Linked DNA regions of Mus musculus: region 1 is linked to region 2. Evidence: chromatin contacts called from public promoter capture Hi-C data. All regions are on one chromosome and are shown on one strand. Each heading gives the region's core, a stretch centred on a gene start, on an enhancer-like site or on the middle of the called end of the contact. The rest is flanking DNA. Distances are from core to core; before and after follow the strand shown.

Evidence for each region. Promoter capture Hi-C pulls out the DNA fragments that hold promoters and counts their contacts.
Region 1: a contact with region 2 is called in a promoter capture Hi-C map of embryonic stem cells, with 2.3 times the contacts expected there. The contact joins the promoter of Mien1 here to the enhancer-like site in region 2. A contact is called at or near these places in 11 of 39 promoter capture datasets (3T3-L1-derived adipocytes, the C10 cell line, the HPC-7 cell line and 5 more), 4 of 484 Hi-C or Micro-C datasets (forebrain, liver and nephron progenitors), 8 of 115 datasets of contacts at active chromatin or transcription factors (the SCID.adh cell line, bone marrow-derived macrophages, embryonic stem cells and 2 more) and 3 of 9 other capture datasets (adipose tissue, liver and pancreatic islet).

Annotation. Positions count from the first base shown.
Region 1 is chr11:98,436,252-98,440,595 of GRCm38.p6, forward strand. It overlaps Mien1 (migration and invasion enhancer 1), which reads right to left and starts at 2,737. Exons shown (of 4, transcript NM_025559.2): 1 at 2,607-2,737; 2 at 2,396-2,493; 3 at 1,986-2,062; 4 at 1,457-1,894. The coding sequence starts at 2,695. The coding sequence ends at 1,811. It overlaps Erbb2 (erb-b2 receptor tyrosine kinase 2), which reads left to right. Exons shown (of 27, transcript NM_001003817.1): 27 at 62-1,465. The coding sequence ends at 417.
Region 2 is chr11:98,295,971-98,300,299 of GRCm38.p6, forward strand. It overlaps Gm31317 (a long non-coding RNA gene), which reads right to left. Exons shown (of 3, transcript XR_389006.2): 3 at 2,898-3,146. It overlaps Gm31194 (a long non-coding RNA gene), which reads left to right. Exons shown (of 2, transcript XR_389003.3): 2 at 454-645. Among named protein-coding and RNA genes, the nearest start is that of Gm31194, 3.5 kb to the left of the region's middle. Within about 2 kb of position 2,586, at least 18 of the 459 cell types and tissues checked have an H3K27ac peak or open chromatin away from gene starts, as enhancers often do. A contact at or near this core is called in embryonic stem cells, hepatocytes and liver, where this site is marked.

The DNA.
Region 1 (4,344 bases), core at 1,487-3,986, 140 kb after region 2:
GGCAATGATGGGGCAGGAATATCTTGGACCCTTTCCCTAACAACATCTCTTCTCTCCTCAGAGTATGTGAACCAGCCAGAGGTTCGGCCTCAGTCTCCCTTGACCCCAGAGGGTCCTCCGCCTCCCATCCGACCTGCTGGTGCTACTCTAGAAAGACCCAAGACTCTCTCTCCTGGGAAAAATGGGGTTGTCAAAGACGTTTTTGCCTTTGGGGGTGCTGTGGAGAACCCTGAATACTTAGCACCCAGAGCAGGCACTGCCTCTCAGCCCCACCCTTCTCCTGCCTTCAGCCCAGCCTTTGACAACCTCTATTACTGGGACCAGAACTCATCGGAGCAGGGTCCTCCACCAAGTACCTTTGAAGGGACCCCCACTGCAGAGAACCCTGAGTACCTAGGCCTGGATGTGCCAGTATGAGGTCACATGTGCAGACATCCTCTGTCTTCAGAGTGGGGAAGGAAGGCCTAACTTGTGGTCTCCATCGCCCGCCACAAAGCAGGGAGAAGGTCCTCTGGCCACATGACATCCAGGGCAGCCGGCTATGCCAGGAACGTGCCCTGAGGAACCTCGCTCGATGCTTCAATCCTGAGTGGTTAAGAGGGCCCCGCCTGGCCGGAAGAGACAGCACACTGTTCAGCCCCAGAGGATTACAGACCCTGACTGCCCTGACAGACTGTAGGGTCCAGTGGGTATTCCTTACCTGGCCTGGCTCTCTTGGTTCTGAAGACTGAGGGAAGCTCAGCCTGCAAGGGAGGAGGCCCCAGGTGAATATCCTGGGAGCAGGACACCCCACTAGGACTGAGGCACGTGCATCCCAAGAGGGGGACAGCACTTGCACCCAGACTGGTCTTTGTACAGAGTTTATTTTGTTCTGTTTTTACTTTTGTTTTTTGTTTTTTTTTTAAAGATGAAATAAGGATACAGTGGGAGAGTGGGTGTTATATGAAAGTCGGGGGGTGCTGTCCCCTTTCTCCATTTGCAATGAGATTTGTAAAATAACTGGACCCCAGCCTATGTCTGAGAGTGGTCCCGGGCCGGGTCAAACCGTATTGCTCATCTGACACACAGCTCCTCCTGGAGTGAGTGTGTAGAGATCTTCCAAAAGTTTGAGACAATTTGGCTTTGGGCTTGAGGGACTGGGGAGTTAGGATTCCTTCTGAAGGCCCTTTGGCAACAGGGTCATTCTCCGTTGGACACACTCATACCAAGGCTACCCCCAGAATACTCCGTTGGACACACTCATTCCAAGGCTACCCCCAGAATGAAGTCCTGTCCTCCCAGTGGGAGAGGGGAGCTTGTGGAGAGCATTGCCATGTGACTTGTTTTCCTTGCCTTAGAAAGAAGTATCCATCCAGGAAAACCCCACCCACTAGGTGTTAGTCCCACCCACTAGGTGTTAGCAGGGCCAGACTGACCTGTGTGCCCCCCGCACAGGCTGGACATAAACACACGCCAGTTGACACAAGCATTTGTAATTACTCTTTATTGCCAAGAGCCGACACTGCCCAGGATTCAGGGAAAATAAGTTATAGCAACCGTGGCATCTGAAAGGTATTGCCACGCTGGGGAGAGGACCAAACTGCAGAGGGCACAGATCCCGGGAGAGCGATGGTGATGTTCACAGAGAACATCTCTTTTCTGCCTTTGGCCACAGAAATGTCTAGTCCCTCCTTGTGCCCTAAGAGGCAAAGTGAAGTCAGGGTCTTAGTTACCTAGGGCCAAGTGAGGGGCTAAAGGTAGAGGGATTCCTAGCGTAACCACAAGGAAAGGTTTAAACCCCAGAACCAAGCTTCCAAGAATCATTTCTTAGTCACAGGATGACACAGGGAGGCCGGCTGTTGGTGATCTTTTCTACAGGTTCTCCATTGCTGGCTCTTCGGATGGCTTCCATGAGCTAGCGGACAGAGACATGGGCGAGTGTCATGCACAGGAGAGGAGGGTGTGTCTCGTCTCAGCCACCCTCCCGAGGTACATTAAATACTCACGTCTTTCTCATAAGGAAACCCTCCATTCTCCAGCTTGGAGAACACCAGCTGTCCATTGATCTCAATCTCGAAGGCCCCTGGTAGGAAATAAATGCAAGAACGAACTAAGAACAACAGGCAGAAGTTCAGGGAGGTCCTTGGCACCACCTCGAGTCCAAGCAAGACTGTTCATGGCCTCGGCAGACACCGATCCTGAAGCCATTCAGCCCCAAACCCCAAAGTCCTCACCCGTGCGTCTTTCCAATACGCCATTAAGAGTTCCTTCACTCCAAACCCACAGTAGGCATTTTTGCTATGTGTCAGACCCTACTAGGGGCTTTATATACAACAGCCAATGTCAGCTCTAGAATGTAGGGAGAGCTGGAGTTTTATCACATGGACTGACTCAGCAGGTGCTCTGCGGACCTCACCTGTCCCCCCGAGTCGCGACTCAATCTCAATGCCCGGATACTCCTCCTTCACAGCGCTCGCCAGCTCCAGGTAGGTCGCCTCAAAGCCGCAGGGTTTACTGGGGAGAAGAGACGTGGAGTGAGCTGGGGTTCCGGGGGTGGGGCCTCCCGTGGATCCACCCCCATCTTGCGGGCGAGCACAAGAGGCTCCTTTTCAACCCGAGTGGCTTACCAGTACTCCACCACGATGTGGACTCCACTGCCTGCTTCCACCTCCCCGGGAGGGGGCACTACGGACACCGGCGCTGGCTCCCCACTCATTGCTGCCCGCTCCGCTGCAGGGCTGCTTCCGGGTGTGACGCCACGCCAAAGTCACGTGGGGGGCGTGTCCGTGGGCGTGTCCGGACCTCGCTTTGCGTCGGGGCGCCCTCTGCCGTCAGCAGGTACTGCTACATCTTGATCCAGCTGCAGAGCGAATATCCTGGACCAGCACTGATCCTGGGTTCTGAGAGCTCATTGGCATCCAATGCTCACAGTCATGGATTTGCTTACTAACGAACTGCCTGTGATCACAAAGCTATTTTCCATTTACAAAAGACAGAGAAAATGGGGCAGGCGGCCGAGGTAGCTGATGGTCTGTGATTGGTGTTGCTATTTACCTCTCGAACGATGATAGCGTTTGAAACCACACCATACTGCTTTTCTTTCGAGTTCTTTTTTTTTTAACTTTTAAGAATATTTTAATTACGTATATATGTGTATAAGTGTGAATTTATGCATGCGAGGGCATCTTTAAAACTTACTACATTTATTTATTAATTTGTGGACGAGTGTGTATTGGAGGTGGGGGCCATGCCATAGCATGCTTTTGAAGGTCAGAGTACAGCAACTTTCGGCCTCCTCCATCTTATCATGTGGGTCCCAGGGATTGAACTCAGAGTATCAGATTCTGTCTCAAAGGTCTGTCTCTTACAGGTCAAGCGTCTTCATCAGCCCAGAACTCTAGTTCTTTTGACTCTGAAGTGCTGACCCCCACTTTATGCACACTCCTCATCCCTGCCTCTTGCTAGAGGGCTAGTGTCATTGAACTCAGTTTGTAATTCTGGAACTGCAGCCTGGGTCCTCCCTGTCTCTTCCTTCCCTGAAGCACCACTACAGTATCGTAACAAGTCACCCATTCTGGTGTCCCTTGAAACTGTTCATTGTTGGGTCGGTCTGTGTTTGCTGAGTTCTGACGTCATCCCATCTAGTTATAGGATATTTCAATGGATCTAAGAAGGCCTTTCCTGTTTGCTTGCAGCTTCCAACTCCAGCCCCAAGCAATCGCTGCTCTGCTCTCTAAACTTTTCTGGACATTTCACATAAATGGACTCTTGCAGCATGTGACGTTTGCTCTGTTGTATCAGAGCAAGCCTCCATCCAGTGCTGTGTCCCAGGCGTTCCTTTCTATTGATGAATACTATTTCATTCTGTTGTATAGAAAAAGCACAGATTATTTGTCTATTAACATTAATCTGGGTTTCTTTGGGTTGTTTGTTTTGAGTAAATGTCTTGTAGATGCCTTTGTATGGATGTGTTGCCATTTCTCTTAAGTTCCTTAGAGTAAAATTAAAACTACTGGGCTGCGAGAAATTTATATTTAACTCTTTATGGATTGCCTACCTGCTTTTGTTTTTGTTTTTTGTTTTTGTTTTTTTTTTTCTAAGCAGCTGTAGCATTTTACACCACCAAAAGGGCACAAGGAGTTGTTTCTTCATAGCCACCACAAATACTGGTTGCCTGTCTCTTTGATGATATTACTTTTTTTTTTTTAGATTAAATTTATTTATTTATTTTATGTATATATGAGTAGACTGCAGCTGTACTGATAGTTGTGAGCCATCATGTGGTTGCTGGGAATTTGAATTCAGGATCTCTTCTCACTCCGGTAGACCCTGCTCACTCTGGTCGGCCCGCTTGCTCCAGTCTAA
Region 2 (4,329 bases), core at 1,336-3,835:
AATGGACACCCATGGGGGTGGGGCAGGAAGAGTGCCACTCTGAGTCTCTCTTCTGGTACAGAGGGATCTGCTGTAGCAGGATCTCCCAGATTCTACAATATCAGGACGCTTTTCCTTCTGAACACACTCTTGACGTAGATTCACTCGGGGGAGGGGGCGATCATAAAATCTGAGGCTGTGGCTCTTGTTCTCTGTTTTTATTGGGATTGCCTATTTTTATAACAATCACATATTTTTATGTCCAAGGCAAAAAAAAAACACAGTAAAAACATCACCATGGGGGGGAGTGAATGATACCCTCACACATACCTGGTAATCAAGAGGTAATTCAGCATGTGTGTCTAGCTAGGCCTGCCAACCTGTACTGGAGCCTTGGCCAATGTACCCCGTATACAGCTGCCTCAGTCTCCCCAACCAGCCTGGCTGATCCTTGCTCTTCTGCTCCATTCTCAGTGCCGCCAGCCCTGAGCACTAAGAATACAAACCGTGTGAACCCCTCCATGTGGAGTCTCCAGGCAGAAGAGGAAGCCATGGCCGCCTAGTGGCTGCCAGGGAGGCTGGCAGGAAGGGGCTTCATCAGACATCTCCTGGGAAACAGTGAACTCCCCATAGAAAGGACATTTGACAGTAAAATTCCTGCCTTAGTGTGTTTGTGTCAGTGTTGGGGGCGGGGGAGGGGGGGAGGGAGCTAGGCTCCCTGTGCCCTCTGCCCTTCACTCTCCTCAGGGGAGCCTCTTGGAAGCTCTCACACTGCTTCCCCAAATCTAGTCCTCATATGCTCTGAGCTCCTGAGACTTGAATGTCATCTAGAAAAATGTTCCTGTAGATTCCTGATCCAGGTGGAGAAGAGCCCTGGGCTGAGGGTTGGAGGCCCAGGTACTCTCCTTTTTACCTCTCTGGGTGGCCCTGGCCTGTTTTAGCCCCTTGCTGAGTCTTGGCTGCCAACTTTTCAAAATGAGGGTGCCAGAGAAGATTTGCCACCAGGAGTTCCTGCACTGTGGCTCCTTCAGTGGGGGCATTCAAGCCTTCATTGGGGGCATTCTAAGCCATTCATTTCTGCCCCTGGGACAGCTATCCAGAGGTTAACAACCAGTTGCTTAAACCAGCCTGGCCCTTCATCTGCACATGCGTTCATGTGATTAATTCCTGCTTTTTGAGAGTAATGTTTACTCTGAGAGGGTCCAGAGGTTACCTGAAGTTTTGCAAAAGGGGCATCAGGCACTCCTTGCTGTTTAGTGCAAAGGCCAGCTGCCTGCTATGGTCCTTCATTGACCCAGCTTTCTGGGGAGCTGGAGTGTCCCCACACGTCCCTGGTGTCCAAAGCTAAGTTAAGGAAGAAATCCTTGAAATTCTTGCCCCCTCCCTCACCTTCTCTCTCTCTCCTCTCTCTCTCCCCTTCTCTCTCTCCCCCTTGCTGGGGTGGAATCTGGGCCATTGCAGGTCTATGGAAACACCGGAGGGATCCAATCCACCCCTCTTAGACTGGGAACAGAAACCAGGAATCCACAGACAGAATCAGAAGCGTTTAAGTAAAAGCAAGAGGCTTTGATCCAAATGGAGAGTTCCTTCCTTCCTTCCTGCTGGACTCACCTTCCTTTTCCCTGGGACACCCCCCTCCCATCCCTCCTCAGCATGGTGGCAGGTTCTGAGGGAGCTCCTCAGGCAGGAGAGAACCCTGAGGGAGCAGGGAAAGGAGCCCCTGGGCCCCAGCCTCCTTCAGGTACCACTTAGCCCTCCTGGCCTGTTTGACCTTGGGGCTCCTGACCTTGATCTGCCCTTGGCAGTGGCAGAGAAAGATGGAGGAGCTAAGTGAAGGAGCTGAGAGTGCGGATCAGACAGCCTGGAATAAGGAAGAGCAGGAAGCAGAAGAAGCAGGGGGCGGGGCCAGTGATCTGGCCCTCTGTCACCTTTCCTGAATACCTACTATGCACCAGGTGATGGGCTCTACCCCAGTTTAAACTGGATTGTGCCATCCAGGCCCGCCCCAGCCCTGGGCCGAGGTGTTACAGTCTCCACTCTGCCCTGACAGAGAAGGAAACCGAGACTCTGAGCCTTATGTAATCTGCCCAAGGTCACACAGCTTGTCAGAAGTACAGCCAGGAGCCTAGCCCAGGCCTGGCGGCCTCCAGTGGCTTCTCCTTGCTGCCAGAAAGTCCTCCTCCTGGAAAAGAAGGTCTGGGGTTGGGGTTTTCAGTTCGAGCTCCTGGGGATCCTCGGGCAAATCCATTGTCATCTGCCCTCTCCTCCTCACCCATCTGCCAGGCCAGTCGCGGGTGAGCCCCCTGCCACGGCCCCTGCCCCAGCCCCAGGTGCAAGCTTATCTTTGCCTGGCTCCCCACCTCTCCCCCGTGCACCCAAGGTGGTTCTGAGGTCACCACCCACCCACCCCCGCGCGTGCCTTTAGCGCCTTTAATTCTGCATCGCCATGTCGACTCAAAGTGCATGGGAAAAGCCGGGCCAGAGTGGAGGTCACTTGAAGGTTGAAAGTGGTGGCTCTTTGGGGGCAAAAGATTGGGGTGCTGATTACCTCCCCTGATTTAAAAGAACCCTCCCCAGCCTCCACCCCTCACCCGAGAGACAGCCAGAGCTTTGCTAAGTTAATGAAATACAAAAGAAGGAATCAGAGGTGGGGGAGGCTCCCGAGCCCTGGAAAGCGAGGGAGAGAAAAAGTTGGGTCTCTTCCAAAGAGTTAATGTTCCACAGTATGATCGATTAGGTGTCAGATGTAATTTCAAACCAATACAAGATGAATGGCATAATTTTCCCTCTCTCATTTTAGACAGAATTAAGAATCCATTAGCTAACACAAATTTTTGGCAAGTTTAATAGGAGCTCAAATCTACATTCGGAGGAAACGCTCCCCAAAGCCTGTTTCAAGCTTTTACTTCTTCGGCCCCCTGCCTCCAATGCCCTCAACTCTCAGCAGCCGGCTGCTGTGTCCCCCACCGGCAGCCCCCACTCCTTTCCTGGCCCCCAAATGCCCCTCCCTAACCCAGCCCAAGATTAACTGGCCTGACCCCTCTCACAAAGGCCGGGCCAGCCCACCATTGTCTTGCAGTGGATGGTTGGAGGAAGGGTTGGAGGGGCTGGCAGAGGGCCCAGGGAAAGGAAGGTTTTCTGAATTGGCCCCAGGCTCCAGAAGCACCCTGGGGAGAGAGGTAAATTGGGACCCTGGTCAGTTCCTCAGTTGTAACCCCAGGAAAGTTTTTATCCTAAATAGAACATTATCCCACTCACTCCCCCAGTCTTGCTGTTCCCAACAGTCAATATGTTACTCCATGGAGTGACTATCGACCCATTTCTCACATGAAGAAACTGAGCCCAGAGAGTTGATTGTAGTCAGCTGCGCACAGGATGGACCCTGGCTCTGCTACTCATTGCTTACTAGAACCTAAAGACGCTTGCCCTGGGGCCTCAGTTTCCCTCTGTGGAAAATGGGGAGGGCATCGGAATGGAATGGGATGGCTCCCAGCAGGGCTCAAGGTGCTGCCTAGTGCTTTGAGGCTCTCTTGGCAAAGAGCATCCCTGGCTGTCCAGGCTAGAGCCAAGAGAGTCAGCTCAGTGCTGGCCCAGGGAAGCTCACAGCCTAGTAGGCAGAGTAATTATGGCCCTTACCTTTTACTAGTGGTTTCCTGTGTCAAATCTGGAAACAGATTTTTTTTCAAGACAGGGTTTCTCTGGGTAACCTTGGCTGTCCTCGAACTCACTCTATAGACCAGGCTGGCCTTAAACTCACAGAGATCCATTTGCCTCTCCCTTCCAAGTGTTAGGATTAAAAGGCATGTGCTGCCGTGCCCAGTGGGAACAAACTCTTTACACATATTATTCCTCAACATACCCATTCTCCAGATTCAGAAACTGAGACCCAGATGAAGGTCACCCAATTAGGAAGTGGCAGAGCTGGATTCCACTTCAGAATGCCTGGCTCTAAGGCCTGTTGCTGTTGCTAGCAGTTGGCAGAGGGCAAGGAGGCTTGGATTAGGTCTTTCCCCTACCTTAATTTTGTTTGTTTGAAATAGGGTTTCATGTAGCTTAGGCTGACCTCAAACTTGCTATGCATCTGATGACTTTGAGGCCCTGGCCATCTGGCCTTAGCCTTCCAGGTGCTGGGATCGCCAGCATGGGCAACACACCCTTCAAGTAACCTTGAGACAGGATGTCACTCCATAACCTAGGCTAGCCTCAAACTTACAGCAATCCCCCTGCCTCATTTTCCAAGTACCACAACCCCCTCTTGAATTAGGTCTGAACTGATGAGTGAGAGCTTCCAGGTGGGTAAGGTGCAAAAGGACATTCTAGGCAGTAAGAATTCCACATACAAAGGCACAC